6 separate regions of the Mus musculus genome follow, and all the other regions are linked to region 2. A link is a contact called in public HiChIP or PLAC-seq and promoter capture Hi-C data. All regions are on one chromosome and are shown on one strand. The core of a region is the stretch at or near the end of the contact, and the rest is flanking DNA. Distances in the headings are between cores, read along the strand shown.

Region 1 (4,379 bases), core at 309-2,808, 640 kb after region 2:
TCTTACCCCGCCGGAGACACTACAAGAGGAGGCACAGGAGGTGTGGAGAGGGGGTCTGGGCCAGAGAAGCAACAAGCGGGCAGAAGAGGGCTCCTCCGCACCGGACAAGTTCTCCTCATTTCCTCCACTTCCCAGAACGATCCAGACCCCGAGACCCCCCACCCCCCGCTTCTCCAGACCCCTTCAAGAGTCCTCTAGGTCTAAGATAAAATAGAACATTACCACCACCACCACCATCACCCCTCAAAAGGGGGGGGAATCTTTGCTCGCTCTCCGCTAAAGCCGATTCAGCCATTTGGTGACGACACCTCCTTCAAACCTATTCCAAGACAAGCTAGCCTTCCCCGCCACTTCCTTTCCTCTTCAACCCCCCAACCTGGACCCCAGACTTGCCCGGAGGTAGGAAAACACTTGAAAAGATCCCAGATGTAGGGTGTTGAGCTTAAAGCCACCGGCTGAAACGGGGTGAATCCGCAAGAGGACCAAAAGATAGATGATGTACACACACACACACACACACACACACCCTCCATCTCCCGGCCCATTCCCGCCCTCCTCCCCAGTAGGGAACACACAGCTTCCGCCGCCTTCTCCTGGGCCAAGAGGGTCGGGGTCTGGACTCGGAGCGCAGCAGCCTCCTCGCTAGCTCCGGAGCGCGAGTTGGCGGAAAAGTTAGGCAGCGGGCAGCAGCAGCGGGCCCAGCGCGCGGGGAGGGGGCGCGGGCAGCGACACTGGCCGAGGGAGGAGGGACAGGGGCGCCGGGGAGGGAGCGGAGTCGGGGGTGGGGTGGGGGATTGGAGGAGGGAGGCGCGGGCTGCGACTGGCGAAGCGCGGGGGCCGCTCGGGACGCCCAGCCAGCCGGCTCTGCGGGCGCCGGCGACTCTTACCTCACTTGGCGCTGCGGTCCCGCCTCTGGAGAGCTCGCCGTGGCGCGGCGGGTGTCTGTGTCTTGCGCTCCCGCCGCTCGTCTCCGGGCTCCGTTCAGATCCTGATGGGGTCTCGAGGGCTCCGCGGCCGAGGCACGACTCCCGGCGGCACTCCGAGCCGGGCGCCTCCAGCCCGGGCGGGAACAATGGAGCCGAAGCTGGTGCCCCGGAGGCGGGGCGGGGGGGAGGGCTCGGGTCCGCCGCCCGGGGTCCCCAGATCGTGCGCCCCCCGCTCTCCAGTACGCAGCGGCGGCGGTGGCGGCGTCTCAGGCTTCTGGCAGCCCGAGTTCCATCACCCCTCCTGGGGCTCCGGCGTGCATTGACTGCAGCACGGCTGTGGTGCGCCCCTGGGACCTGAGAAAAGTCCTCGGTCTCCGCTGCTTTTCCAGCTGCGGCGCGCGCTCGCGGCCGGGAAAGGCGAGGTCGCCGCAATGCGCTAAGCACAGTCTCAGTCCAGTCCGGACGTCTCGGCCCCGCTTCCCTGCGCAGCCCGGGTCCTCTGCACGCAGCGGCTGCACCAGGGTTCCGGCTCCCGTTCCGCGCCGCCCGCAGCGGAGAGCCCCGCCAAAGTACCCGCAGGAGCGCTCCGAGCGCTGTGCGCCGGCGAGGCGCGAGGGCTCGCTCTCTCACTCCCACCCGGCGCTAGTCCCACCTCCTCCTCCTCCCCTTGCAGTTGCCTGCTGGGCCTTGTAGTTCTCAAGCTGCAGCCCCGGAGAAGCCTGGAGCGAGCAGAACTGCTCTACAGTCTGGTCTAACTTGAGTTTTCGCCTGGAGGGCGCCCGAATTTCAGACTGTGTGTAGATCAGCGATTTGGGGACAGGAGTGGAGGGTGGGGAGGGGCGGGTGCCTGGCTATAATTTTGAGGTTGCACTGGGCAACTTGGTCTTTGGTTATCTCTGTGCCTTGGGGTATGATTTTCGTGCTCTAAATCTCGGTTTTCCCGTCTCTAAAAGGAATAAATAGGACCCTCACATAGCTTACAATATACGAACTGTTTTTATTGATGGATCGGTTGACTTTCCCCCTCAGACCCTTTCCTTGGATCTCAACTTTCCCCAGCCACATAATTTAGGTTTTGTGGTTCACGCTGGAATGGACCCTGCAAATTCTACAGTGCTGTTCATGGTAGCCTTAGAAATCACCAGCTTTCAGGAAGCAACCGAAGAGAGGAGGGGTTTTTGTTTTTTTTTTTTTTCGGATGGGGGGGGATGTTTGTTTACTTGCTTGCTTGTTTTGTTTTGTTTGCCTTAGGAATTAATCAGAGTCAAACCAGAGCCTCCACAGTATACTATGAACCTCAAAGAAAATCGCTGAAATGCCCTTCCCACCAGGTCCCTCCACAGAGATGTTAATCTGTGGCTCTTTAATCCAATGAGTCCAGTGGACGTGAATCATATTGAGATTGTTAAAAAATAAAAATTTTTGATCCTGCTTGGACATGAGAAATCCCGATGTTTTGATGAAGCATGCTAACAATTCTGAGACAGCCAGTGGGGCCTTCGCCTCGTTGCAGGAGCTCACTTTCCAGCAGTCTAAAATGATGATGTACATATGCAATCCTAGCCCTGGAGGGTCAGAGACTTAAGATCACCGTTGGCCACATAGGGACTGAGACGACAGCCTGTGCTTACAGACCCTGTCTCAAACAAATCAAACACAGGGGTTGGCGATGCAGCTTTGACAAAGGCAAAGACAGTGCTTTGATTCCAGCACACTCTAGACCTGACTAGGTGGTTGGTACCTGTTGGTTTGCTGCATAGCAGTGGGGTGGGGGCTCTGCAAATTTTCCTGGTGACTGTGATGTGATGTCTACTTGGGGACCACTGGAAGGGTGGAATATGTCACACTAGGTGTGAATTCCACCACTCAAAGACTTTGGGCATGTCACGAATCTGATAAGATCTAGTCCCTCTATGGGTCTCCCCCATGAGAAGCAGACTGAATGAATGTAAGTGTGCCAAAAGGGTCACACATGTGAAAGCCATCATGAGGGGGACTGTTCTATTCCGCTTCCACAGAGCAAGCCATGACAGCTTGAATACCAAACAATCCAACTCTTCCCTCCACATTGAAGACTAAGAGTTTCTAAGACAGTTTTCTATGTGACCACCAGGTGAAAAAATGGGAAGCTACGGAGATATTATCACATTTGTTTATCTCCAGTAAAGGGTGGAGGAAAAAGAAGAAGGGCTATTGATGAGTTTATTGGTGTATTATTGGTTTATTGGGTTGGTTTTTGTTTGTTTGTTTTGTCTTTGCTTTTAGAGATAGTCTTATGCTGTAGCCCAGGGTAGCCTCAGACTCAAGGACTCTCCCACCTTTTGCCTCTTGCCTCCTGAGACAACAGTTTGTAAGACACCACCACACCCACCAAAGCTTAATGTTTAGCTGAGTGTGCTTAGCATATACAAAATGATCTGGGTTCAGATTTGGAGGAGGGGTAAAGAGAGAATACATTTATTGAGTGCCTAGGAAGTAAATATTCAGGAAGTATTTTTGAACAAAAAAATAAAATAAAAACCAGAAATGACTCTGTGGAATAAATGAACACCAGCTAATATTTAAGAGTTATTACCCACATAGCAATATCCTTGCCCTGTTCAGTCCCTTGGCTTTTAGTCTGGTCCCAATTATTCTTTCATAGAAGCTACCAAACAGCCTTCTCTGCCTCGGCCCAGCCACCTGGAGGTGTTTCTGCCTCCCACTGTATCTACTGATTTGATATTTAGCATAGTTTTACTAGCTGTCTTTTTTATTTTGTGGGTTCTCTCCAGCAAGCTGCAGAACTGTTCTAAGACAGTGGTCCCGAATCTATCTCATCTGTCTCAAGAGTTTTCCTGACATCTATAGATCTGTTGTTTGGGGAACAGCTGCATGTGAGAAACCTGGGTTATTGAGAAGGCTAGGCTGACTCTATGACAGGCTTTCCATTGACAGTTCAGGAGACGAGGCCTGCATCTCTGTTTTTAAGAACTGGGTAAGTCCAGGCAAGTCTAGGCCTCAGAAGCTGGTCTGAGGCAAGGACAATCAGTCAACAACAGTTTCCAGATCTCCCCAACAACACTGCCAGCCCCCAAGGCCTGGTAATGGAATGTCCCTAGAGATAGAACAAGATAAAGGTCACCTACCCCTGGAATGCCCTGATGTACTTTAAATCAGGCCTGCAAGCTCACTTGGTTGTCTATCTTGGTCATGCTCCCATGACCCCAACATACTAGACTACTACAGAATAAAACACTCTTTACGTTTACATACTATTTGAGTCCAGAGTATGGAGTATTATTCTTTGACAAATCATAGATCCTTACATTACCAGAGAAAGAAACCTTACCACTTGGGTAATTGTGGGGAAGGGGAGTCATGGAAAATGCAGAACTGACTACCCAGGGCCAACTACATTTGTCCACTGTTCCTAAGGACGGGAGCATTACACTTCATCTCAGCAGTTCTTCT
Region 2 (4,705 bases), core at 910-3,409:
CGCAGTGGGAGACGCTAGAGTGATCAGAAAAAGCTATAGAATGTTTCAATTTAGCTTTACTGTTCTTTAGCTGTTCCACCACATAAGGTATGCCAGACCCCGATCATCCTGTTCTTCATGAAGACCTAGCCAACCTTCGTGTTAGGGCTTATCTTTATATTAGCCAGCTTTCTCCACTGCAACTATGTTCAGGCTGGAAAAAGCATATGCCTAAAAAGAAGTTCAAAGCACCATGGTGGCAACTTCTTATAAGTCCTAGTGTCTCGTCTCCTAGGACGGGGGCACAGAACTGTCAAGCAAGATCTTGGCCACTTACTGTTCTTACATAAGGCTTAAGACTCATGTTAGCCCTTGTTCTTATTTTCCAACACCCAGCAGTTGAAACGGTCTTTTTGATGTGTGCCATTTTTAACTAGTCTGCATACTTGAAGGTTCCCTGGGCCATCTTAATAAAGCATAGGAAAGGGAGGCGGCAAGTCGAATGCACGTCCCTGTCACCATTCCCTCATCTAGTCCTACATTCTGAGGATGTATGAAATTTCAAAAAACCAAGTCATAGTTTAGGCTATATTCTAGCCTATTCCCCAGAGAAAACAGCACACAAGTCTTACTTTCTTGCAAACATTATTAAACATGAACACTACTGACCCCTCAAAATCTGAGAGACCATTGTGAAATTTGTTTCTGTAATCGTTTTGCTATGGATAACTTGCATAATTTACCAGTGGATCTGATTTCTTAGCTATCATCTGCATACAGTCAGGAATTCCTCCAAAACCTAACATAAAACTTGTAACAACAAATTTACCTGCCTAAAAATTGTCACATTTTGTGGACTGTTAGCATTAACAAACACCATCAGTAACGCTAATTCTATGACTTTCTTCTTTCAAGAGAGTATTTTTATTTTTCTCTTTAAAAAGATTTATTTATTATATATAAGTACACTGTAGCTGTCTTCAGACACATCAGAAGAAGGCGTCATTTCTCATTACGGATGGTTGTGAGCCACCATGTGGTTGCTGGGAATTGAACTCAGGACCTCTGGAGGAGCAGTCAGTGCTCTCAACCGCTGAGCCATCTCTCCAGAGTATTTTTCACCCTGGCTTCTTGATTGCTGCACCCACTACAAGAACGAGCCCTGACGGCTGTGGGGGTAAAGCTGGTATTCGCTCACATTAACCTTCACCACGGCAACAGAGTCAAGTGTGTGCTATCGTCTCGTTCTTCCTGTGTGTTGAAAGACAGGGGTTCATCTCGACAATACCAAGAGCCTCCTCTAAAGCCCATGGATGCTAAAGGTTGGTTCTTTGACGCTAGGACTTAAGAGTCCTCCCTGGCATCCCGGTCAGCTGCCCTGCTTCCTTCCCGGCATCCACAGTGAGGTCCGAAACCTGTCCTCCTCCCCCTGTGCGTTCCCAGCTCGACTTCCTCCCTATGTGCCACGGCCACGCCGCGGCTTGGGACGAAGAGGTACGCAGGGCTGCGAGAGGCTTCTGGGCGTCGCTCGCTCGCTTGCCCGCCCGCCGGAAACCCTCCGCGAGCGCGAAGGCGCGCGGTCTCAGCCCCCAGCGGAGGCCAAGACCAACGGAGACGCCGCGCGCCCGGGATGCGCAGCGGGGGCGCGCAGCCACGGGGACGCGCCCCCGTGGGTCCCCGCCCCCGCCGGCCCGGCCCGTCCGCCGCCCTGAGCGCCCGAGCGCCCGCCCCGCCTCCTCCAGGTCTCGCGCGGCCACGCGCCGGGCTCCGCCCCCACCCGCCCGCGCGCCCCTGTCGCCGCGGCCGCGGAGCACGCCAGTTACCTACTTGTGGAAGGAGACGGGCTTGTCCTTGTCGTAGCGGTTCTTGCAGCCGTAGGCGGAGCAGGACTGCACCATCCTTCTGGCCCTCCACACTTCCCTTCGGCCCGGGAGGCAGGCGAAGGGGGCCGTCGGGGTCGCCGCGCTCGGCCTTGATAACGCTCGCCGCTCTCGGTGGCGTCGGTCAGCAGTTACGGGGACGATCACCTCGCCGTGGGGTGGGGGTTGGGGTGGGGGAGTGACTACCCTGTCCGTTGTGGGGTTTGCTTTAGCAGAAGGACCACAGCTGTCGCCCGTCTCCCATCTTCAAGATGGCGGAGGCAGCTTCAGCCTCACCTCTCGCGAGGACTCGGCTCGCCGTCTCTGATTGGCTGAAGGTAACGTTCCCAGGGAAGCTGACCATTGGCTGGGGCGAGGCGCGCCTGTGGGGCGTGGTCAGCAGTGCGGAAGTGGGTGGGCCCTCTGCGCCTTGGCCGGAAGAGAGCGCGTTTGTTTGGGATCCTGACTGCAGTCGTTCTCGTAGTGGTGACTGTCGTTAATTTGTCCGGCGTTTTCTGCTGCAGCTTGATAAAGAACGGCCTGTTGGGTCCGAAAGCCTGCAGGAGAACGTGGAAGAGCTCGTCCCTGGCCATACGCAGTTTTTTTTTAAAGGGGGGGGAACCAGCAGATGCGTGGATTGTACAAACCTGTGGTCCACGTTCAGAATCCAGGTGACCGTCTAACTAGACAACGAGGACAAACGCGCATTTCATTTCCTCTAAGCTGGGAAGGAAGACCTTTTTTTTTTTTTTTAAATGTATGTGAGTACACTGTCGCTGTCTTCAGACACACCAGAAGAGGGCATCAGATCTCACTGCAGATGGTTGTGAGCCACCATGTGGTTGCTGGGAATTGAACTCAGGACCTATGTAAGAGCAGTCAGTGCTCTCAACTGCAGAGCCATCTTTCCATCCCTACAGTGCACTTCTGAACGTTGTTACCTTTGTGTAGGCGCAGCGATTTTTCAAGCTGAAGACAAGTGTTACAGGCTTGACCCTCTGTAGTTTGGAGTGTGTGGCGCATTCTCTCCCTTATAAACTATTTTCTGTACCCTTAAATATTGCTTCTCTTAAGGATCTATTTAGTGGCTACCATCTCTAGAACTTTGACTATTGAACCCACATACCATCTTTTCCTAGCTCGTTTTACTTGAGCACACATGGACTTGCCTTCAGAGTTATCAGGTATATGGTTTAATACATTCGCCAACTACTTAAATCTGAAATCCTGGTGTCACTGAGATAAAACAAAAAAACTAGGCTTTAATTCAGCAGAAAAGAACACTTGTTGCTCTTGCAGGTGACCCGGGTTCGATTCCCAGCACCCACAAGGCAGTTCACAACCATCTATAACTCCAGGCAGCTGGGCACCAGGCACACATGTTGTGGGTCAGAGGACAGTTTGTGGGAGTGGGTTCTCTCCTTCCACCTTGTGGGCTCTGGGACCTAACTCGGATCATTAGTCTTGATGCTAAGTGCTCTTATCAGCTGCTCCTAGGACCCCTTCCTCGAGACTTAGGTTAACCTCATAGAATAGAGAGGTTATTCTCTCACCACCATCCTTGAATTCAAGTACTCACAGTCTCAACTTTTTGTCAGTCCTAGTCTTCAGCTTTCTCTCTGTCCCTCATAAAAACACTGCCAGCCCCTTGTTTATAAAGCTTAGACATCCCAGGATACCTCTGTAGTGAATAAAGTCCAAATTGCTGATGATGGCAGCATAAGCAGCAGGTACTCCTGTGTTTGTACCATCTTCCCCTGCTTGTCCTTACACTCCTGTAACTGCTCAGATAGGCAGCTTTGCTTGGCCTGGGATGCCCGTCCCCTGACTGCTTCATCTTTCCTTAAGATGTATCTTGTGTGTTTTTTTCTGTCAGGTTTGCCTTATACCTTTTTGTTTTGGTGAAGTTGTGTACTTATGTCTGTAATTGTGTGCTGTAACATCTCTGTCTCATCTGACTGGGGTGCTGGGGAGGCTGGCAGCATCTTACTGAACCTGGTAGCCTCAGCAGCTCTGGTTGTCACAAATTAGGAGACATTGAATTAAATGGACCTAGAAACTGTACCTAAATTCGTTTCAGAGAAGTAGCTATATATTAGGAACACCAGAAGAGTGGTTTATTAACATTTTATAGGGTATTGATACTAGGTTCTCTACTTTAGTCCACTGCAAAGAAAAAAAAAATCATGATATGGTTAACAGATGGTACCCCAAAAATAATTTATGTAGTTACCTTAAACTCTGAACACATCATATGGCTTGTTATTTATTGAAAACCTGTTCTGTACTTCTGAGGGGCTATATAGTGAAGATGGGTGGTATAGTAGTCTGCCTTACTAGTTATTTTACTAAGCTAGTGTTCTGTAGTGAGAAGAAGGAGAGTCACACAGAAATTCGAAAAATGCTGGAGGAGGTTGCAGTTATTAAAGATGAGGCTAGGACTGGCCTACTAGAGGAAGCAACTACTGAAAGATTTCAAATTAGCTGTGAGGACATCTTCTGTACCTGGTGCCATGAGGCACGGGAAGCCCACCTCCCGAGGCCTGGGGATCCAGCCTGTTCAAGGAGAAGCAGAAGTGTGTTGGAGTTGCTGAGTGCAGTGGCTTGGGGGACAAGTAAGAGGAGAGGTTAGAGGATAAGAGCCTAAGGGGTTCTGCAGGCTGATGTAAGCTGCTGGTTTACCATGCTGAGGTTCTTGTGCTGAGCAACAACCTGTCTCCACAGTCAGCTTTGAAGCAGAAGGGTGATGCAGGTTTAAATACACTTCAAGTTCAGGCTTGGTAGCACACTCTTGTAATCTCAGCCTTCACAAAGGAAGGGCAAGAATTGTGCTGAGTCTGAGGACTACCTGGTCATAGTGAGTTCTA
Region 3 (4,743 bases), core at 1,926-4,425, 820 kb before region 2:
GAGACTTCCCAAGATGGGGGAAACTGAAAGTGTAGGACCCCAACTCTTCCTTCATTCCTTAACACCAAACCAGTCAAAATCAAACAACCCAAAGCCTTAAAACATATACCCAAGAAGAAGAAAATAAGCAAAAGAAGGGAGAGGGGTGGGGGGAATCATGGAGTTACCTGGGTGGTTAATATTATTATTTGGGGGAGACAGACTTTTTGCATACCACTGACTCATGTGGTCATTAATGCACTTATGTTCCCAGCTTGTAAGCTAACATTATAGTAAATAAATACACAGTCCGGTGGGGGAGGGGCTGGGCTGGATCCTGGTAGGGGTAAGCGGTAGTGGAGCTTGCAGCGTCGAAGGCAGTGGGACGTGAGAGGAAGGGGTGGGTGGGGAAGGGCTGGGAGGGGCCAGAGCTGTGGTTACTGGTATCCAAGCGCAGAGGCGGAGGCTAGTCTCTGTCCATACAGTGCGTATGGCGAGTAGTAGGGTCCGGCTGTGGGAAGGGACGGCACTGCCAGGCCCCCAGCTGTAGATAAGTGGCTCTTGCCATAGGGGTGGTATCGGCTTAGCCCCAAAGTGTGTGGACTCCGCAAGGACAGCGACCCGGGGCTGCCTGGGGCAGCGGGCGGGGGGAGATGCAGGTGACAAGAGGCTGCGGCTGCAGCGGCTGCAGCGGCACTGCCCAAGCTCGACGCCCCGGGGTAGGCGGCCAGAAGTTTCTCTGCGCCCGGCAGGGCTGTGTGAGTCCGTAGATGGCTGAGCAGCTCCTCAGAGGTGGCAAAGCGCTTGTCGCAGGGCCCGCTGGCCGCCACCCAATTGCAGCTGTGTGGCAGCGGTTCGTTCTGCAGCATGAAGCCATAGGTGTAGAGAGGATGGCCCGGGAGAGCGGCCTGGGCGGCGCTGGAGGAGAGCGCCGCAGGTTGCAAGGGGTGCCCCGGGTACACCAGAGGGTAGCCACTGGCCTTAAGGCTGGGCCCGGTCGGATCGTGCGCGCTGCAAGTGGAACAGCTTGAGCCGCCGAGGTGCGAGGCGCTGTGGTAGCCTCCTAGACAGTAGGGGTCACGGCATAATCCCTGCAGGAAGGAGGGTGGGGAGGCCCCCGTGAGCGGGCTGGAGCTGGGGGGCTTGCCTGGTGGCAGGCCCAGGCCCCCGGACAGCTGACCTCCCACCAAACCAGACTTGCTAGGATCCAGGCCAGGAACGAACTGAGACGGGTAGCCGGCGTAGGCGCCCACGATGGAGCCGTGGTAACCGATGCTGGAGGGCGGTAGTGGGAACACCGAGTGGCCTGGTTTGTAGGGTGACACTGGAGCCACGTGGCCCGCCCCCACCAGGGCGGAGGGCGGCTCTGACTTGCGCCCCGATGCGGTGGCTTCCGGGCCACCGTGAGCCGAGTCCCCGCCGCTACCTCGGCTCCCAGCGGCTGGCTCGGGACTGGGTTTGGCTTCCTGCTCTTTCTTGTCCAGTTCGCCGGCCCCGCCGCCGCCGTTCTTGCAGTCTGAGTGGTGTGGTGAACCTCCGCGGGAGCCGCCGGGAGAAGACGAGTTTGATGAGGTGGAGACCGATGCCCCGTGCGGGGGAAAGGGAGGGCAGGCGGCGCTGGGGACCCTGAAGCCCGCCTTGTCTCCGGGGGACGAGGAGGACGAAGAGGTGGTGGAGGACACCGACGAGGAGCCGCTGTCTTTGCGGGAGTCGCCGCCTCCGGAGCCCTTAGAGTAGGGCTTGAAGCTCGACTTGTCCTCCGCGGGGGAGTCCCCCAGCTGCTTGAGCGCCGCGGCCGCGGAGGCGGCGCCGGGGGCGGAGCGGCTCGGGTCTTTCTCGGATCCCAGCCCGTTGGCCGCCGCCGCCGCTACGGAGTTGAGCTTGGATGAGGGCGGCGGGTCGGGCTTGCCGATCTGCGAGCAGGTCTGGGCTAGCAGAGCCAAAGGACTCTTCTTGGCGTCCAGCTGCGGGAGACAGTGGCAAAGGGGAGGGAGAAGGGGGTGAGACTGGGAGACTCACTAAGCGCGCGCGGAGAAGCTGAGCCGAGCACTGTGGGCGAGCGAAGGGAGCTGAGCGAGGAGGGTCACGGAAGGAGGGCCTGGCTCTGGCCGAGTAGCTGGGCGGAATGACACTTGCCTTGTGGGTTAGTCCCCGAGTGTGACATGGGCGCTGGCGCGCAGGAGAAATGGCTCAACCACAGCCCTCCCGGTTAAAGGTGACTTCTCTGTAATCCGGATGGTGATTCGCCCCTTTCCAGATAATTTTCCCATCTTTTTGGGCCAGGGAAAAACTTAAGCCTTTAGTTTGGGAGAACTTCGTTTGGGACGGGTTTCTGGTGATGGCGCTCGGTGTAAGAGCAGGGAGAGGCGCCTTCTAAAGGCAGAGCCGCAGTTGGCCCTGTGAGTAGCCCCTCCCTCTCTCCTTCCCTCCCTTTCTCCCTCCCTCCCGGGGAGGACACCCAGAGAAGTAAGATGAAGAAAGACCCAGGATCCCGAGTGCCTGGTTGTCTGCACTGTGCCCCTAAACAGACGGGGGAAGATGCAGAGGGACACCGGGTGGAGGCGAGGGAGGCCCAGAAGCCGTCTTTGGACAGGACTCTAAGGGGCCAGAGGAAAAGTAAAGGACTCTGGGCACCATAAGAGCAAATCCAGTCGGTTAGAAAACACGCAGCTCCAAAGGGCGACTGGGCAAAACCCTTCCACCCATGAGTCTAGGGAGAACCTGGGCGGGCGGGGAGGGGGGTGTCTGGTTCCTGCCTTCCGTCCCTCCTCAGGAGGTCCGCCTGCGTGGCCAGCTTCGGGCCTCGCGTCGCTACGGGAGGTGGGGTGGGGTGGGGGGTGGTGGAGGGAGCAGAGCCATGGGCCCAGCATGGGTGGAGGAGTGGGGTTCAGTTCTGGGTGGGCAGCGCCCGGAGACTGACCTCAATTGGGCTGACGGGTGTGGAGGACAGCGGTTGCAGGTACTCCGGGTGCAGGAGGTGACCGGTGTGAGCGCTCAGCATCTTCAGGACCCTGATAGGGAGCCGGTTCGCCTGGCGCAGGGGGTCCGCCGGGGGCAGGAGGGACACCACTGCCGGCACCGCCGGCCTCTTCCCGCCGCCGCCGCCGCTGCTGCTGCCGCCGCCGCTGCCGCTGCTTTCGGGTGTCCTTGGGTTAGATCCAGCGGGCGAATCGCTCATTTGGAGGAGGCAGTGCCACTGGGGGGGCGGGGAGGGAGGGGAAGCTCCGGGAGGCGAGCTCCCGGGGCGGGTGGGCTCGCTCCGCTGCGTCGAACGCCGTGCAGCAGCCGCTGCGCCTCCGTGCCGCCTCCCCTCCTCCACCGCCGCCGCCGCCGCCGCCGCCGCCGCCGCCGCCGCCGCAGCTAGCCCAGGCGAGCAACACAAAAACCTTCGCCTTCCGCGAGCTGCACGTCAAATAGCCGCGATCTGCAGCCACACTTCAAAGGGATCGCCGCGCCCGCCCAATCGCAGCTCTCTCCCGGACCCCGGGGCGGGGAGAGCGGAGGGCGGAGGCGGGCGCCGCCGGTGGGCGGGGAGAGTCTTAAAGCGCCCTAGCCGGTCGCCGCCTCCCGGCCTTCGCCCAGCGCTGGATCTGCTCCCCTTTGCGGGTTGTGCCCGGCTGCCCTAGCCCACGGGTCACCCAAGGGACGGGACTTCTGGACACGGGCTCTGTGCCCTCTCCTGTTGCCTGCTGCTTCCCACTAGTGTCTAGGGTGGAGACCGGGGTGGGAACGCAGGGCGCCTGCTCCGGTCCTAGGATCCAAGCCTCTCCCCGGGACCGCCGGGGGGCGGGCTACGCCTCGGGAGCTCGGCAGCTTCTCCGAGCTGCTTCGGCCGGTTCTCTTTCCCCTAATTGGCCTCTCCCGGATGTGTTCACTTGGAAGCGCCGAAGCCTTGGGGGCATCCACTATTCCCTGGGCGCTGCCTGAGCCCTTCCAACTACTTTGAGCCTGTCCAGTCAGACTGGAAGTGGAAGGACTCCCTTCCCGGTGAGACGGTCTAGGTGAAGCGTGGTTGAAGGTTTGGCTCCCTGGCCAGGAAGCGTCACCTCAAAGCTCCTGGAACGCCCCCAGGGGCGCTCTGAATTATAGATCGTGTTTGGTGTGTTTCAGGGTTCTTGTCCCGTTTAAAGTCATAAAGCTACCTCACTGTGCTGTGACGAGCTGAGCTGCCGTTTGGCGGCGACGTGGTTGGAGGTAGCATCAAAGTAGAGGCCGATGTCCTAGAGGAGGGGGGGGGTCTCAGCATTGCAGGACGACACAAACTCTAGAGACTGCCCCATTGGTTTCCCCTCCGGCGAAATTTCGAAATAAGACCTTTTTATTAATAATAACAGTACCCTCTCGGATTCCCCCAAGCCTTCCGGAAAAAGTACGTATTTACACTTGGCAGAGATTTTTACATAGTCATGGTCCTGACCATAAAGTTCTAGATCCTTGGCTCAATCGACTGAGCTTGGTCCTTTGTGCCCCAGCTCTGGAGTGACCACTTTTGCGTGCCCTCAGTGGCCAGTGGAGGCGCGCTGGTGTCGCTGTTCCTTTTGAATACCCTTTTCCAGTCGTGATTTGTCAGTCACTCTGACCATCAAGTTCTGACTTTGTAGGAGTGTTACCCAGGACTATCTGGTTCTGACTGCCTGATGCTGACTCACGGTTGTTTTTTTTTTTTTTTCCCTGACTCTGATATCATTGACTCAACACAACGTGAGAGCAAGAGATTCCAAAGGGGTCGTCAAAGTGAGCGGAAGGAGCGAATCATAGAACAAT
Region 4 (4,274 bases), core at 576-3,075, 840 kb before region 2:
CAAGAAGGCTGCCTAGCGCCTCCACGTGGGTCCTGTGACAAGCCCAGACCCTTACTTACCCGTCTAAGTGCAGAGGTCCCGCCTTGCCCGGGCTGTTGTGGTCAGCGACTCCCTCTGAATTCTGGACTTCCTTTCTCTCCCAAGCTCACTCATTGCTCCAGTGGCTCTGCCAAGGCTTGGATGGGTTCCTGAGTTTCTGCCTTCCATAAAGTCCTGGCTGAAGAGGACAGCACCCTGGAGACAAAAGGAAGTTAGCTGACAGTCACTCATGCCTTTCTCCAGCCCAACACATTTTGTACCTGGATAAGCCCACTTAGCCACTGGATCTTAAGTTTCAGGATCATGTTCCAGTGAGGCCTTCTCGGACCTTGGATCTAAAGGATTCCTCAGCAACCCCCCCGTATGCCCTACCCAACACAACACCACACCTCTTGCTTACCACTGCCCGACAATTCACGCCTGTACGTTGACTCGCGTGGGTGTCGTCTCCTTACCTGTCAGCTGCATGAAGGGGATCTACAGGCTTATTCAGCTGCATGCTTTGACTGACGTCTCCCCAGAGCCAATCCACTGCTTGGCAGTGAAAAAGGGCTTTGTAAATAGTAGATGGTGCTGATGGTCTCAGGTTCGAGTGTGGACCGGGGGTAACCTCAAAGCTGGCTAGGCAGTTACCCCGTGGCCTGGGAGTATTCTGGAGTTCCTTTATCTCTTCTCAGAGGAAGGGAAGTGGGGGTGAGGGGGGACCCTCCGGTTATAGAGACACGGTTTCTTCCCTGGACCTCAAACCTAGTTTGAAAGGGACATCTATGAGTGCTTTAAAAAAAGAGAGAGAAAGAGAGACAGAATGAATTTTATTGGTTAACTCAGTTAGTCATGAGGCTGGCCTCTGAACAACACAGCTAGGGTCTGTCTCAGAGGGACAAGAAGCCATGTGTGAGTGGTGACACAGACCTGTATTCCTGGCACTTGGGAAACGGGGGTGGGGTGGGGGTGGGATTGCAAGTTTGAAGTAACCTTGGCTTATATAGGGGGATCATGTCAAAAACAAAAGAACAAACAAACAAACAAACAAAACCTAAACCCAAACCCAAACCCAACCAACCAACCAACCGACCAACCAAAACAAAGAGGTTAGCAAGAAAGGGCAAGACAAATTTCTAATCCCAGCTACCTGTAGCCTGTTTGTTTCTGAAGGGTTCTGAGTTTGAAAGTCCCTAAAGAACATCTAGCAGGATTGGGTTGGAGGGACTGGCAAAGGAAGAAGGAAGGGAAGGAGGGAGGAGAGAGAGAGAGAGAGAGAGAGAGAGAGAGAGAGAGAGAGCGCGAGAGGAGAGAGAGAGAACCTTGCAGTTGGCAGGGATGGGTGGGGAGGGCACGGTTTGAAGGATTCATGTGTTCATGGAAGCTCACACTGAGCCTGGCTCTTTAGGAACCTGGGACAGAAGAGCTTTCTGCCGTGTGGTGGTCCCTGGCTTAGCTGGCGGTGCCCCTGGGGGCATTAGAAGTCTTGAGAAGCACTTTTAATAATCCCCATGGACTTGTGGATAGAGGAGTCTTGAGACCAAGATACTAAACCTTCTACCCTCCACAGGGGCCTTCCTGACTTGTGTGGCAGTAGTTGTCCCAACTGAGAAGCACCCACAGATGACAAAAACAAACAAAGAACTCAGCGTTTTATCTTTTGGGGCCTTTTGTCCCCTGAGATCCTTGAGGAGAAAGCAGAAAGGCTCATGCTACCCATGTGGGGCACAGAATACACACAAGGAGTGTATGGGTCACAAGTCCTCCACAGTCTCAGCCCAGCTGTCCCTCAGCCACCCCCACTCCTCCAAGAGGCCCCTGCTCCCTCCAGTTGGCCCCTCAGCTGGGAGGCTAACTTCTTCCATGTGTGGGGGCGGCTCCAGGTAGAACGTGAGGAGCGCGGCAGAGACCGTGGCTGGTGGAAGGATTGAGAGTTGGAGGAAGCGTTCTAAGGGCTGATGGGAAGGGACTTTTGGGGGTAAATGTCTGCGGGGAAAACACTGGGGGAGTCCGAGGCAACATGTTCTGGCCTGTTGGGAGGACGGCTGTTGGCACCAGGAGAAATCCGTCCAGTGAAGCCAGCCCTCATTAATCATCCGGGCGGCGGAACTGCCAGCTCCTTTCAAGAGCTTTCAAGAAGGGTTTTCACCCAAAATAGAGTTGAAAATGTGCTGGGCCCTACTCAGAATCTCATCAGTCTGGGCATTATGGGAAGTGTCAGGCAGGCTGTGACAGACAAGGCCCACTCTGTTCAAGGGGTCCTGACTCCCACAGCCTGTCATATCAAGCGCCTGATCAAATTTGACAGCTTCATTTGTACCTACAGAATAGATAAAAGGGGCTGTTCATTGAAACAAATGGAGGGGAAGGGTTGGGGGGGGGAGGCGAGGGAGCATGCATGTGAGTATGTCTCCGGGGAGGAATGGCTCAGGGGGAGGGGCACAAGGGGGACAGTTACAGCGAGGTCCAAGGGTACAAAGGAATATGCTAAGGACTCCCCAATAGTAGGGAAGGGAGAAACTGAGTCTGAAGTGGGAAGCAGGTGACTAAGGGGGGGGGGCGGATATGTGGGTGAAAGTCCCATCTTGTGGGTGTGGCCCTGGAAGGGCGTCTGAGAATCATCCCTGATGCTCTAACATAGCCAGGGAGGTGGTCCCTGTGAGGATGAGAGTCCAGGGTGGGCAGCTGGGACTTTGAAAGTTGGTTGAGCAAGTGCAGTACTCATTTCAAATCCAAACCCAAAGCAAGGAGCTCCCTTCCCTTCTGCTGAAGCAAGCTGGTCCGACTACTTCCCTGCACTGAGCCTCTGGCCCTCTCTTGTCCACCTGCTGGGTGGCTGCACCTCTTCAGGTGGCCCGGAAACAAAATCAACTGGCTGGCTTTAGGTGGCTTTCTGCTCTTCATACAAGTTAGCCCATCGGAGTATCTAGGCCGGGTATCCCCAGTATCCCTGCACAGTCCTGTTTGGGTCTTGCTCAGGCTGTCTTGTTAGCAAGCGCTCTTCTTTCTCTTCTGGGGATATCTAGGGGTGTTCTGAAGGTCTTGCACTTTTGGGGGGCGGAATCTTCTTTGTTTGCCATTATCATTTGTACTATTTGTGTGAGTTAATATTGTTTTTTTCTCACTGGATCATAGACACTTTGGTGCATGGAGCATGTCCAGTAGTATTTAACACACACATTTAACACACACTGTAGGTTCTCCAGGAATGAGACAAAAAAACAAAAAAAATTTTTTTGAGTTTTATACTAAGGTGTCCAGGCAGGCCTTGAACTTGGAATTCTCAAGTCTCTGCTTCCTGAAGACTGGGCTTTGGTGTGTTGGGCACTGGGCTCCAGAAGTCTTTTGTAGCTGGTGATCAGCATAACACAAGTCTACATTTGGTGTCAGACTTCAGGAGGGGAACCTGTGACCAGGGGCCTAAGGCCTCCTTTTCAACCTTGGTCTTCAGAGGGCAGGGTTAGAGGTAATCATGGCTCCCCTTGCTGCTTCCCCATGGGACATCTTTGTGGATGCAGCCCGTGCTGGCTCTCATACGTAGCTATGAGGCCCTGCTTGCTCGCTTGCTCACTACCTTGACTGATGTAGGCTCCACTTGCATAACAGCACGCCGCAGTCCTGGTGGTGGATACACAGGCATTGTAATCATGATAGGAATCTCATTGTGACTTTAGGCAAAGTGTGTCAAGACTTACTGAAGGCAACCGTAGACATCCGTTGATGAAAATGCCTGTGCCCAGTGCCAGCCCAGTGTCTGATACACACACAGTAAGCATCCAGTTAATGTTATAGGAGAGAAGGGCTCAAGTCTGGTCCCAGCGACCCACTCGATTTCATTTGAACTCCGAGCCCATTCTATTGACAGTACCCATTGGTGACCACTGATGACAGTGACCACCAATCATTATCACTTTGGGCCAACCTTTAGCTGCCTAGAAATTGCACTGTGAGGCCATCGTTGTCACCAAATACATCAGAGGTCCCTAGCCCTTTCGTTAGGGAGGCTCACTTATAGGCCACTGAAAGTGCTCACATCTGTGGCTCTTTGTAAGGTGGAGGCCTCAGCTCTGGGGAGGGTGTGGGTCTTGATCTCTGTGAGGCTCTGAGCCTTCTGCTTTGCCCTTAGTGTTGGCCTTTGGTGGCCAGAGTATTCCATCCCTGGGAGGGTGGGGTATGTGTTTCTTTACTTTCCTTCCCTTTCTTTCCCCTTCCCTCCCCTTCTATTTTTGAGACAGTATCTCACTTTGGAATGT
Region 5 (4,487 bases), core at 1,356-3,855, 670 kb before region 2:
CCATCTCTCCAGCCCTTCCCACCCAGCCCCCTACGGGTACTTTAAAACTTTCTTCTACTCACTCAGAAAGGGAGAAGGTAGCACTGTTCTTTATAAATGATTGGTACCGATACCTTTTCTCAGTTGAAGAAAAAACACACAAGCGACATCAGAACAGAGATGCAAAGACGGAAGCAGAAAAGCAGCCATGATCCTAGAAAATGGCCGTTAACATATTGGTGTGTTTCCTTCTATTCCTTTCTCCTTAAGTAGTAGCCTGGGGCTTTGTGAACGATCTGTGCTTAAGATCTATCTTTCTACTTTAATTACGTCTCTTCAGATGCCGTAAGACTTTAAGATCGCCTGGAATTGATTCTCATAATTTCCCCCCGGCGCTCGAGATTGTTTTCCCATTGCTCTTTCAGCTCCTGCTGGAGGTGGTAGCTCAAGTGGAGTCAATATGTGCTCAGACCTTCATGCTCCCACCTCACGTCTGAGCGTGTCACTCCCCGCTTGCCCCTACCCAGACTGCAATAACTTAAGATGCATTGACTCCTGTATCCCTTCTTCTCATATCATCTTTTAAAGCCACATACCTGCTCTCATCTTTCTTGCTGATTCTTTGCTTGTTCCTTCTTGCATTAGGGATGACTTAGAGGCAGTATTGACCCCCGTGCATCTGCCCCATTGCTCACCATTTGTTGCCGCACATCCTTCTTACAGCCCTTGGGGGAAGCTGCACCACTGTTTAGCTCCGAGATTATCTGAACGACTTCACTCTTCTGCTAGCTGCTTTATGGACTCAGTTCTCAGGTCTGGCTTCAAATGGGATACCTCCACGAAGCCCCTTCTTGATTGTGGCCCCGTTTATACCTCTTCATAATGGAGCTGTCTGGAGTTATACCACCATTTGTGTGGCTGCCACATAGTATCTGTGCCCCTGTCTCTTAGTCTATTTTTGTGCAGCGTTAGCAGACTATCACAGAGTGATAATTTATAAGGAAAATACATATATTGCTCATGATTACAAGGCTATGAATTCCAATATTAAAGTACTGGCATCTGGCAAGGGCTGCTGCTGTACCACATCCTGATGGAAGACATTATGTGGCAAAAGAGCTCCTTAGAGAGAGAGAGGATGGGAATATGAACACTGAAGAAGTTGGGCTTGATCCTTAACAAACACAGCCCTGGGATAGCTAGCCACACAGGGTGATATCCTTGGCAGTCTTGAGGATATTGCCCTCATGACCAATTTCCTTTTAAAGTCCAACCTCTAAATGCTGTTAGAATCACTGCAATCTCAACATGTCTTTTGGATAGCATTTTTTATATCGTAGCCCCCGCCCCCTAAATACACTCAACATAAGGCAGGGTGAGTCCATTTTTTGAACTACAGTATTTTGTTCCTATAGGCAGCCCTCGAGTGGGTCCCTTTCCTTCCCAGTGAAGCCCAACTGGTAAAAGTCTGTGAAGCTCACGGCATATAGTGACTGGCAACTATTGCGGACTAACCCTCAATAGTATGGTGAGATGTCAATGTATAAGATGGGCTCCTGAGCTGCCAGTGAGGTTGATCTGTGAAGCCTGGCTTTGCTACTTTGCCTCTGGTATCCAATAGGCACGTTCACTCTGGACAGAGCATCCGGGATTGAGCTCCTTTGTGGAGCAAAGCTTATACATCAGCCCTGTGGACTGGTCTCCTCTGAAAGAACTTCTGTAAGTTAGAGAGAGGTTTACTCCCCCTCCCCTTAAAACAGTTCAGTATTGATTGTCTCTGTTCCTCAGACAAACATCAGGTATGCTCAATAACCACTTACTATATACTGGCATTCTCTATAGCAGTAGGGTACCGGGCAGTGGGTGCAGAGAACTGAATAAGGCACACGGAGACCTCAACTGGGAAACGCTAATAACAGCTCAGCAAGTACGTCTTGACTTGTCACAACAACTTTGTGATGCTTATGCCATTAGGACCACTTTACAGTCCAGGACATGAAAACTTGGAGGGTTTGCATTTGAAGGAGCTACAGCTCAAGGCCCAAATGTTTTCACTTCAACTCCAGGTGCATTCCACCTTGGGAAGCTGCCAGATGTGGATTCACTGCTTCGCCAAGTCTCATGGTACAGGTCCCGAACCATCTGTGCTGATGCACTGGATCCCAGCACATATGATGGTTCCCAAGGATCTTGTTCGGACCCAGTCACATGGAAACACACCAGGAAGGCATCAGCGCTGAGAACTAGAGTCTAGAGAGGAATTCAGGGTGGTTACTCATCCTGGGCGCCAAAGCTGGTGACTAAGCCAGTGACCTTTATTTCAGGATAGTTTAAGAGGCACGTTTTCATCAACCATTGCACAGTGAGAGAAGATAGATGCACTGACTTACAGTACTGAATGTCTAACACTGGGGCATCTCAGCAAATGGTTTCATGGTTCACATTACATGGTACTCATGACCCTTGGAAAAAATTCATTCCAGTACTGACAGATCTATAGCTTTCTGGCTTAACATGTAAGGCAAGCAATCTTTGCTTCTCCTTTGTAGTTTTTTTTTTTTTTCCCTCACTGGTCTTGGCTTGGTTGGGCAGCATAAACACAGTGCCTTCGCTCTGGGGCATTCTGTCAGCCATTAACTGTGCAGGGAGTCCCAGCTTGAGCCTTAGCCTGGCTTAGACATGTCTGAGCAAGCCTGAAGAACTGCAATGTGGACCTGCTAGCAACCTATGTGTGCCTGAGACAGTAGAGCCTCCTGGGAAGGATGAAAGAATCAGGCACAACCTAGGTAACTAGATGTTGCTTGTATCAGGAAAGAAGCGACTGAACACTGTTTGGTGAGTGGCCACAACTGCATTCATCCATAACTCAGCCCCCACTGGACTTCTTAGGAGATGTGGGGAATGAATATGATGTGTATAGGAGGGGGGGGGGGTGGGAATGGGGAAGAAAGGAAGGAGGGAGGGGGGAGGGAAAGATTATGGTTTAAGCAATACATTGTAGTCACTGGGAAATGAACTCAGGACTGTTTTGTTTTTTTGTTTCTTTGTTTGAGAATTATTTATTATGTATACAGCATTCTGCCTGCATGTATGCCTGCAGACCAGAAGAGGGCACTAGATCTCATTATAGATGGTTGTGAACCACCATGTGGTTGCTGGGAATTGAACCCAGGACCTCTGGAAGAGCAGACAGTGCTCTTAACCTCTGAGCCATCTCTCCAGCCCAAGGACTTGTCTTGAGAATTAACCATAGTAGAGAGAGGTCCTGCCCTCAACTTTTTTTTAACAGTAATTTAAAGTTTATTCCAGCTATAATGTAGGTGATTCTGACTTCAAGGTAGCATCACATGGCATACTTCTGAGTCCATTCCCGATATATTCTGTTGTACTTATCTCTGTCTGTTTTATAGATCCATGCAATCTCTGGCACTAGGGGGTCATCTGGGTTTGGATCACATAGCAGTGAACAAATGGATAAAAGAACATTAGAAACAATTTAAGCAGGAGACCACTGTGATCTTAGAATATCAAGACAAATGCTGCCATTACTGTTAATATTTGGATGATAAATTTTAGTTGTAAACGCAACCTTAGGTGGTTTGAAGGGGTAGTCTGTAGGGAAATGAATTGTCAAAAAGAATAAACCACCTTGATATGGGCTGTCATTAGGTCCCATAATTGTGGCTTGCCAATGAAACATGTCATCTCCAACTGGACCTGCAGAACATTGTGCTGGAGGGTCATGGGCCAAATCACTAAGTTCCTTATTAATTCGTTTCAGCGCCATAGTCTGTGCTTTTCGCCAGGCTCCTCACTATCCCGAGGTGTACTCAAAGGTCCGGCCAAAACTCTTGATTATCCCGACAGTGGGGAAGGGTTGTCTCTTCTTCTCACACCAGCTCTGCCAAACACAGGCACCGAGGGCCGAGGCCTCCCTCGAGCTGCGGCCTTGGCCTCCTCCCCATGCAGCAGTTGGTGCCTCCCTGGCCCTACAGGGCTCATGCACACAGCACCCTGCCCTCAACTTTTATGGCAGAGCCTAAGCTTCTAAGGCCTTCAGCACCTATAGTTGCAAGGACTTTAGCACTCAGCAAGAGGTGGCTGTTTCCAGGGTCCTAGAAAGAAACCTTAAGCAAACCAAGGGGCAGGGGGAATGGTCAGTAAATAGATTTTTGCAGCTCTTGGGTCTCATCAGAGGCATCTGTCACATTCCTTCCACAAGGGCTCAGGGAATATCTTGGAAGATGGTGCAGAAAGATTGTAAAAGCTAGAAGACTGCTGTGCTCAAGAACCCACATCCACGGCTAGCACAAGAGTTGCACAAGATCAAGCTAGTCAACATTCTAGCATAGAGGGGCTCATGAGTCCCTACCCCTAGCTGAGGAGCTATTTAACAGTTAGTTGATGACTGGCAGGGGAGAAAGACTTAGTTTCTTTAAGGGTGTACTACCTGGTAGATCAACCATAGTCCAGTGTATGGACCCACACCCATGGATATATGGATTCTG
Region 6 (4,788 bases), core at 851-3,350, 550 kb after region 2:
AGCCTATGCAAAGATGCTGCTCCAACATTTCTTAACTTCTGTTGAGGCAGCCAAGTGAGTTCATTTCTTCATCTACTAAACATGCAATTAAAGACAACCTCATTTGCAGACAACCTTTTCTTCCTTCCTTCCCTTTTCCTTCTTCTTCTCTTTTTAAAGCTGAAAATCAAATCTAGGGCCTCTTTATATATAGAAAAGTATTCTACTCCTGAGCCTCACCCTCAACCTCTACTTCTTTATTTCTGTTTTTAGGGAGTGTGAATTACCAAGTACATGCTTACTTGGTGCTAAAGTCTGGTACTTTAACACTTCAGTTTAAAGTTCTACAACTCTAAGTACTCTTTTCTATTCATCAACAAAAGCATTAACCTTCCATGGTAAGGTAAAATGGTGGTAGGAACTCAGATCTCAACATAGGCCTTTCAAGTCCAGTGCCCACCCAATCTAAGAGGAGGGAGTTGGAGAGGTGACTCTGTGGTTGACAGCACCTGCTGCACAACCATGACTTTAGATCACAGCACCCACATAACAAGCTAGGCGTGGTCTCACAAATGTGTGTTTGCAACCCCAGTCCTGTGGGGGCAGACACAGGAAGATACTGAAGGCTTGTTGGCTAATAGCCTAGTAGGAAAAAAGAATACAAGCCCCAGATACAGGGAGAGACCCTGCTTTAGAAGAAACAGGTAGGGAGTAGTAGAGGAAGATACCCAGCAACTCTGTGCTTATGCACATAAGTGCATACACACATGCGCACAGACCAACCCCCCAATACACACACAGTTTGCTAAACTGGCTCAAAGTAAACACACCTGCAGAACAAATACTAGGAAAAAGGTCAGTTTAGATCAAAGCAAATCTTACAGTGAAATAGGTGGGTAGAACACACTGTCCATCGTACATTTTTAAAAATAAGGTGATTATAAATCAAATCTGAATCAAAACACTTTACTTTGCTCATTTAATTGCTTATCTCTGTGTAGATCGGAGGCAGAAACATGCACGTACCACAGCACTTCTGTAGAGGTCACAGGACAACTGAGGAAAATCCGTTGCTCCTTTTCACCATGTGGAATTCCAGGGATTGAACTCAAGTTATCAGGCTGGGTGGAAAATACCTTTACCCTATAAGCCAGCTACTCAGGCTTGTTTTTCCAGAGACAGGGTCTCACTGTGTAGTCTTTGTTGGCCTGAGCCCACTGTGTAGACCAAACTGCTAGCCAAACAGCTCACAGATATCTGCCTGCTTCTGCCTCCTGAGTACACCACCATTACCCTGCACCTGTACACATTTAATCCCAGCACTGGGGTGTGTGTGTGTGTGTGTGTGTGTGTGTGTGTGTGCATGCGCACGTACCAAGGCAGGCAGATCTCTGTGAATTCTAGGTCAGTCTGGTCTACAGAGGGAGTTCCAGGACAGCCAGGGCTACACAGAGAAACCAAAAATGTGTAGACCAGCAGGGCGTAGTGGTGCATACCTTTAATCCCAGCACTTAGGAGGCAGAGGCAGGTGGATTTCTGAGTTCGAGGCCAGCCTGGTCTACAAAGTGAGTTCCAGGACAGCCAGGGCTATAGAGAAACCCTGTCTCAAAAAAAAAAAAAAAAAAAAAAATGTGTGGACCACTATGTCCTGCCAGCATTCCTTTTGTTTGTTTGTTTGTTTGTTTGTTTGTTTGTTAAGACATGCTCTTCCTAAAATGCCCAAGCTGGGCTCAGTCAGATCCTATAGTCAAGGAAGGGATCCTTCTGTCTTTGACTTCAAAGTATCTAGAACTATGGCAAACAGCACTTCACCTGCACTTGGAGAGCAGAGAGAGGACAGAGTTCCAGGACAACCAGGGTTACATACACCAAGAAACCCTGTCTCAGAAAAGATAAATGTGCCTTTGATGCCAACACTGTGGAGGCAGAGGCAGGAGGATCAGCCTGGTCTACTGAACCAGCTCTAGGACAGCCAGCCCTAAAGGCACAAACCCTGCCTCAAAACAAACAAACAAACAAACAAACAAATAAGCAAGCAAGCAAGCTGACTTGCCGTAAGAGCCAGCCAACTGACCTACTTATCTGAACACATCTCTGTGGACATTCAGCAAAAGCTGGCAGTGCTGATGCCATATCACCAGTCTGAAGAGCAAGGAAAGCCCTTATGGTCCACAGAATTGACTAGAATATTGCAATGTTGAAAAGCTATTAAAACTTCAAGTTAAAAGTTCACTAGTTCTAAGAACTACAAAAGTAAACTGAATGTCATTTTCTTTGAAGGGCTATAGCAAACAATATCAGGTCAAGAATGTCACCAAAAAGCATTCCAAGTGCAAGAAATAAACAAAAATTTCGGCTCGCTGGGCAGTGGTGGCACACGCCTTTAATCCCAGCATTAAAAAAATAATAATTTTAGGCTGAAGAGATGGCACAGCTGCTCTTCCGGAGGATCAAGGTTCAATTCCCAGCACCTACATGGTAGTTCACACCTGTCTGTTCTAGGGAACCCAACGTCCTCACACAGACACATATGTAAGCAAAATGATCAATGCACATAAAATTGAAAAATAAATTTTGAAGTAGTAATTTGGAAGTAGACTGAAATCCAAAAAAATTAATTTATGTTAGATGATTAGTCTTTTTAGTCTTAGGCATTGGGGAAATTTCAAAATCTCCCATTATTGAGGTAAATAATTACTGTGCTTTCAGATTAATTTTAACAAATGGAGTTATGGTGTGGGTATTTATAAAACAACCAAAAAGGCACCATGTAAAATGTTATCATACAGCTTAAATACAAACTATAATGTACATAATTCTTTTTCATTTTCCCATTTGCTTTCTCAACATATCTTAATGATGACTGAGATCCACATCTAGGGCAGCTTTGGGGATGAATGTCTGCAAACCCCAGCACTGCCAGACTCCTCCATATGACGGGCTGAGGCCAGCCTGTCTCAGATAGAAAGGAAATAAATAGATAAATAGATAAATAAATAAAAGATCCAGATCTAGTTCCGTGTAGTGTTGCCTGCCTATAGAAGATCTTGGGAAGTAGAGGCAAAGGGTTAACTGTTCAAGGTCACTCCCTGTTACGTAGGGAGTTCACTGGAAGCCAGCCTGGGTTACTGGAGACCCCATCTTCAAAACCAAAACCAAACAAACAAAACAAAGCCCTGACTATAATTTTTAGGTAAGCTAAGAGCCCTCTTTCAGTCTTGTTAATGGCAGATGTACCAGAGGACTAACAACACACATCCTGTAACAACATTATCTCACTCACAAAATGTTAGATACGTTTTTTTACTTTTTCATGTCACACTATATAGGTATTATACATACCATAGCATTTAAGGAACTTACTATATGTATTTCCTAAGGTTGACAGTAAAACTGAAAATGAAACTGTAAGCTTTTTAAAAATACTAGCAGCCAGTTTGTTCAAAGGGTCAGATGCTGCCTAAACAGCCTGACTGCCAGAACTGACTGACTGACTGACTACGGAAGGACAGAAAACAGACAGACAGATAGACACACACACACACACACACCCTGCAAGGGTTCCTCTGATCCCACATACAACCGCACCTGCACAGATAAACACTCACACAAGAGCGACATTTTAAAAAATTAGGGCACTTTAGGACATTTAGCTGGTAAATCTTTTCATTTTTTAAAATTAAATTCATTTGTGTCTGTGTAGTTCAGAGGACAACTTGCAGGAGTCAGTTCTCTCTTGCCACCATTTAGGTCCAAGGGATCTAATTGGGGTGGCATCAGACTTGGTGGCTAGAGCCTTTACCTGCTGAGCCATCTCAGCCACAGGCCCCATCTTATAAATATTTATGAAAAGATTATTCTAAAGAACTAAAGCTCATTAGTTATTTAAAATCTCAAAAGGCAGATGTGTTTTTAACAAAAAATAAACCATTTGAGTTGCTTCTTCAAAAATACTTTTTTCTCTAAATTAAAATTAAAAACAGGATTGCAGTGAAAAATAGATTTTTGTGAATAACAACTTCTAAAGCTTTTAAAGCTTTAATAACTTTAATTTCTTGGGACTGGCTTGCTTGTCACTATGGGGTAGTGTGCATATAAGACTTTTATTTGGAATCATAGAATATATATATATATATATATATATATATGTCTAGATTCACTTAGAATTATTTCAAGATTCATCCATGGTATGTTTATAATTTATTCCTTTTTAAATATTATCAGTACATGTAGCACAGTATATATGTAACACAGTAGGAGTGGGGGGTGAGCTACAAACACATGCGATGTTTTCTGAGATAGTCTGTTTTTATCAGGTTGCCCTCAAACCTGAATTCCTCCTAAGTGGTGGGATTCTAGGTTTTACCACTTTTGGCTTCATATTTAACAACACTTCTTGATAATTACCCATTTCTGGACTCTAGTCCACTCATCTAACTTTATGCCAATAAAATATAATCGCTGTGGCTTTTTATAACCTTTGAGAAAAGGTAGGGTAAGTCCAGGCTGAAGAGATGGCTCAGCAGTTAAGACACTTAGCTGCTGCTCCAGAGGATCTGGTTCAGTTCTCAGCACTCGCATGGAGACTAACAACTGTTCGTAACTCCAGTCTCAGGACACCCATCATCATCTGCCCTCCATGGGCCCTGCACATACAAAGTTCACAGACATACATTCAGGCAAATGTGCATACACATAAAATTGAAATCTCCAAAAAAAATTTTAAAAATAATAATTTTAATATCTTTTGTGTCTACAACAGGTGAGACTCTCGTTTTGTTTTTTGTTTGTTTGTTTTTAATTTTTTTA

Evidence for each region. Promoter capture Hi-C pulls out the DNA fragments that hold promoters and counts their contacts. HiChIP or PLAC-seq counts read pairs in DNA pulled down with a chosen protein or histone mark. Capture Hi-C pulls out chosen DNA fragments and counts their contacts.
Region 1: a contact with region 2 is called in a promoter capture Hi-C map of 3T3-L1-derived adipocytes, with 3 times the contacts expected there. The contact joins the promoter of Fgfr1 here to the promoter of Thap1 in region 2. A contact is called at or near these places in 1 of 39 promoter capture datasets (3T3-L1-derived adipocytes), 1 of 115 datasets of contacts at active chromatin or transcription factors (memory CD8 T cells) and 1 of 9 other capture datasets (pancreatic islet).
Region 3: a promoter capture Hi-C map of liver shows a contact between it and region 2, with 6 times the contacts expected there. The contact joins the promoter of Zfp703 here to the promoter of Thap1 in region 2. A contact is called at or near these places in 17 of 39 promoter capture datasets (the 3T3-L1 cell line, 3T3-L1-derived adipocytes, the C10 cell line and 12 more), 3 of 15 datasets of contacts at CTCF or cohesin (the NIH/3T3 cell line, large pre-B cells and stem cell-derived epiblast-like cells), 16 of 484 Hi-C or Micro-C datasets (CD4 T cells, CD8 T cells, the G1E-ER4 cell line and 8 more), 34 of 115 datasets of contacts at active chromatin or transcription factors (the NIH/3T3 cell line, acute myeloid leukemia, bone marrow-derived dendritic cells and 23 more) and 3 of 9 other capture datasets (adipose tissue, embryonic stem cells and liver).
Region 4: an H3K4me3 HiChIP or PLAC-seq map of embryonic basal ganglia shows a contact between it and region 2, with 5 times the contacts expected there. The contact joins the enhancer-like site here to the promoter of Thap1 in region 2. A contact is called at or near these places in 16 of 39 promoter capture datasets (the 3T3-L1 cell line, 3T3-L1-derived adipocytes, the C10 cell line and 11 more), 2 of 15 datasets of contacts at CTCF or cohesin (the NIH/3T3 cell line and stem cell-derived epiblast-like cells), 12 of 484 Hi-C or Micro-C datasets (the C2C12 cell line, the G1E-ER4 cell line, Th1 cells and 9 more), 15 of 115 datasets of contacts at active chromatin or transcription factors (the SCID.adh cell line, bone marrow-derived macrophages, cardiomyocytes and 12 more) and 1 of 9 other capture datasets (adipose tissue).
Region 5: a contact with region 2 is called in a promoter capture Hi-C map of the 3T3-L1 cell line, with 4 times the contacts expected there. The contact joins the promoter of 2310008N11Rik here to the promoter of Thap1 in region 2. A contact is called at or near these places in 1 of 39 promoter capture datasets (the 3T3-L1 cell line) and 1 of 9 other capture datasets (embryonic stem cells).
Region 6: a promoter capture Hi-C map of hematopoietic stem and progenitor cells shows a contact between it and region 2, with 4 times the contacts expected there. The contact joins the enhancer-like site here to the promoter of Thap1 in region 2. A contact is called at or near these places in 12 of 39 promoter capture datasets (the 3T3-L1 cell line, the C10 cell line, the HPC-7 cell line and 8 more), 1 of 15 datasets of contacts at CTCF or cohesin (pro-B cells), 9 of 484 Hi-C or Micro-C datasets (CD8 T cells, Sertoli cells, embryonic stem cells and 2 more), 14 of 115 datasets of contacts at active chromatin or transcription factors (the SCID.adh cell line, bone marrow-derived macrophages, double positive thymocytes and 9 more) and 3 of 9 other capture datasets (adipose tissue, embryonic stem cells and liver).

Annotation. Positions count from the first base shown.
Region 1 is chr8:25,515,938-25,520,316 of GRCm38.p6, reverse strand. Fgfr1 (fibroblast growth factor receptor 1) reads right to left here and starts at 1,558. Exons shown (of 18, transcript NM_010206.3): 1 at 888-1,558. Gm31288 (a long non-coding RNA gene) reads left to right here. Exons shown (of 3, transcript XR_003947368.1): 3 at 1-629. RefSeq lists promoters at 1,419-1,633, 1,419-2,393.
Region 2 is chr8:26,155,623-26,160,327 of GRCm38.p6, reverse strand. It overlaps Thap1 (THAP domain containing, apoptosis associated protein 1), which reads right to left and starts at 2,159. Exons shown (of 3, transcript NM_199042.2): 1 at 1,807-2,159. The coding sequence starts at 1,877.
Region 3 is chr8:26,975,768-26,980,510 of GRCm38.p6, reverse strand. It overlaps Zfp703 (zinc finger protein 703), which reads right to left and starts at 3,175. Exons shown (of 2, transcript NM_001101502.1): 1 at 2,900-3,175; 2 at 1-1,943. The coding sequence starts at 3,157. The coding sequence ends at 417. Gm39150 (a long non-coding RNA gene) reads left to right here and starts at 4,596. Exons shown (of 4, transcript XR_001778540.2): 1 at 4,596-4,743.
Region 4 is chr8:26,992,127-26,996,400 of GRCm38.p6, reverse strand. No RefSeq gene overlaps it. Among named protein-coding and RNA genes, the nearest start is that of Gm32389, 13 kb to the left of the region's middle. Within about 2 kb of position 1,825, at least 36 of the 459 cell types and tissues checked have an H3K27ac peak or open chromatin away from gene starts, as enhancers often do. A contact at or near this core is called in adipose tissue and embryonic basal ganglia, where this site is marked.
Region 5 is chr8:26,822,541-26,827,027 of GRCm38.p6, reverse strand. It overlaps 2310008N11Rik (RIKEN cDNA 2310008N11 gene), which reads left to right and starts at 2,605. Exons shown (of 3, transcript NR_045904.1): 1 at 2,605-2,814. It also overlaps the pseudogene Gm29728.
Region 6 is chr8:25,607,808-25,612,595 of GRCm38.p6, reverse strand. It overlaps a transcript of Nsd3 not described here. Among named protein-coding and RNA genes, the nearest start is that of Letm2, 13 kb to the right of the region's middle. Within about 2 kb of position 2,100, at least 54 of the 459 cell types and tissues checked have an H3K27ac peak or open chromatin away from gene starts, as enhancers often do. A contact at or near this core is called in CD8 T cells, the SCID.adh cell line, bone marrow-derived macrophages and 4 more, where this site is marked.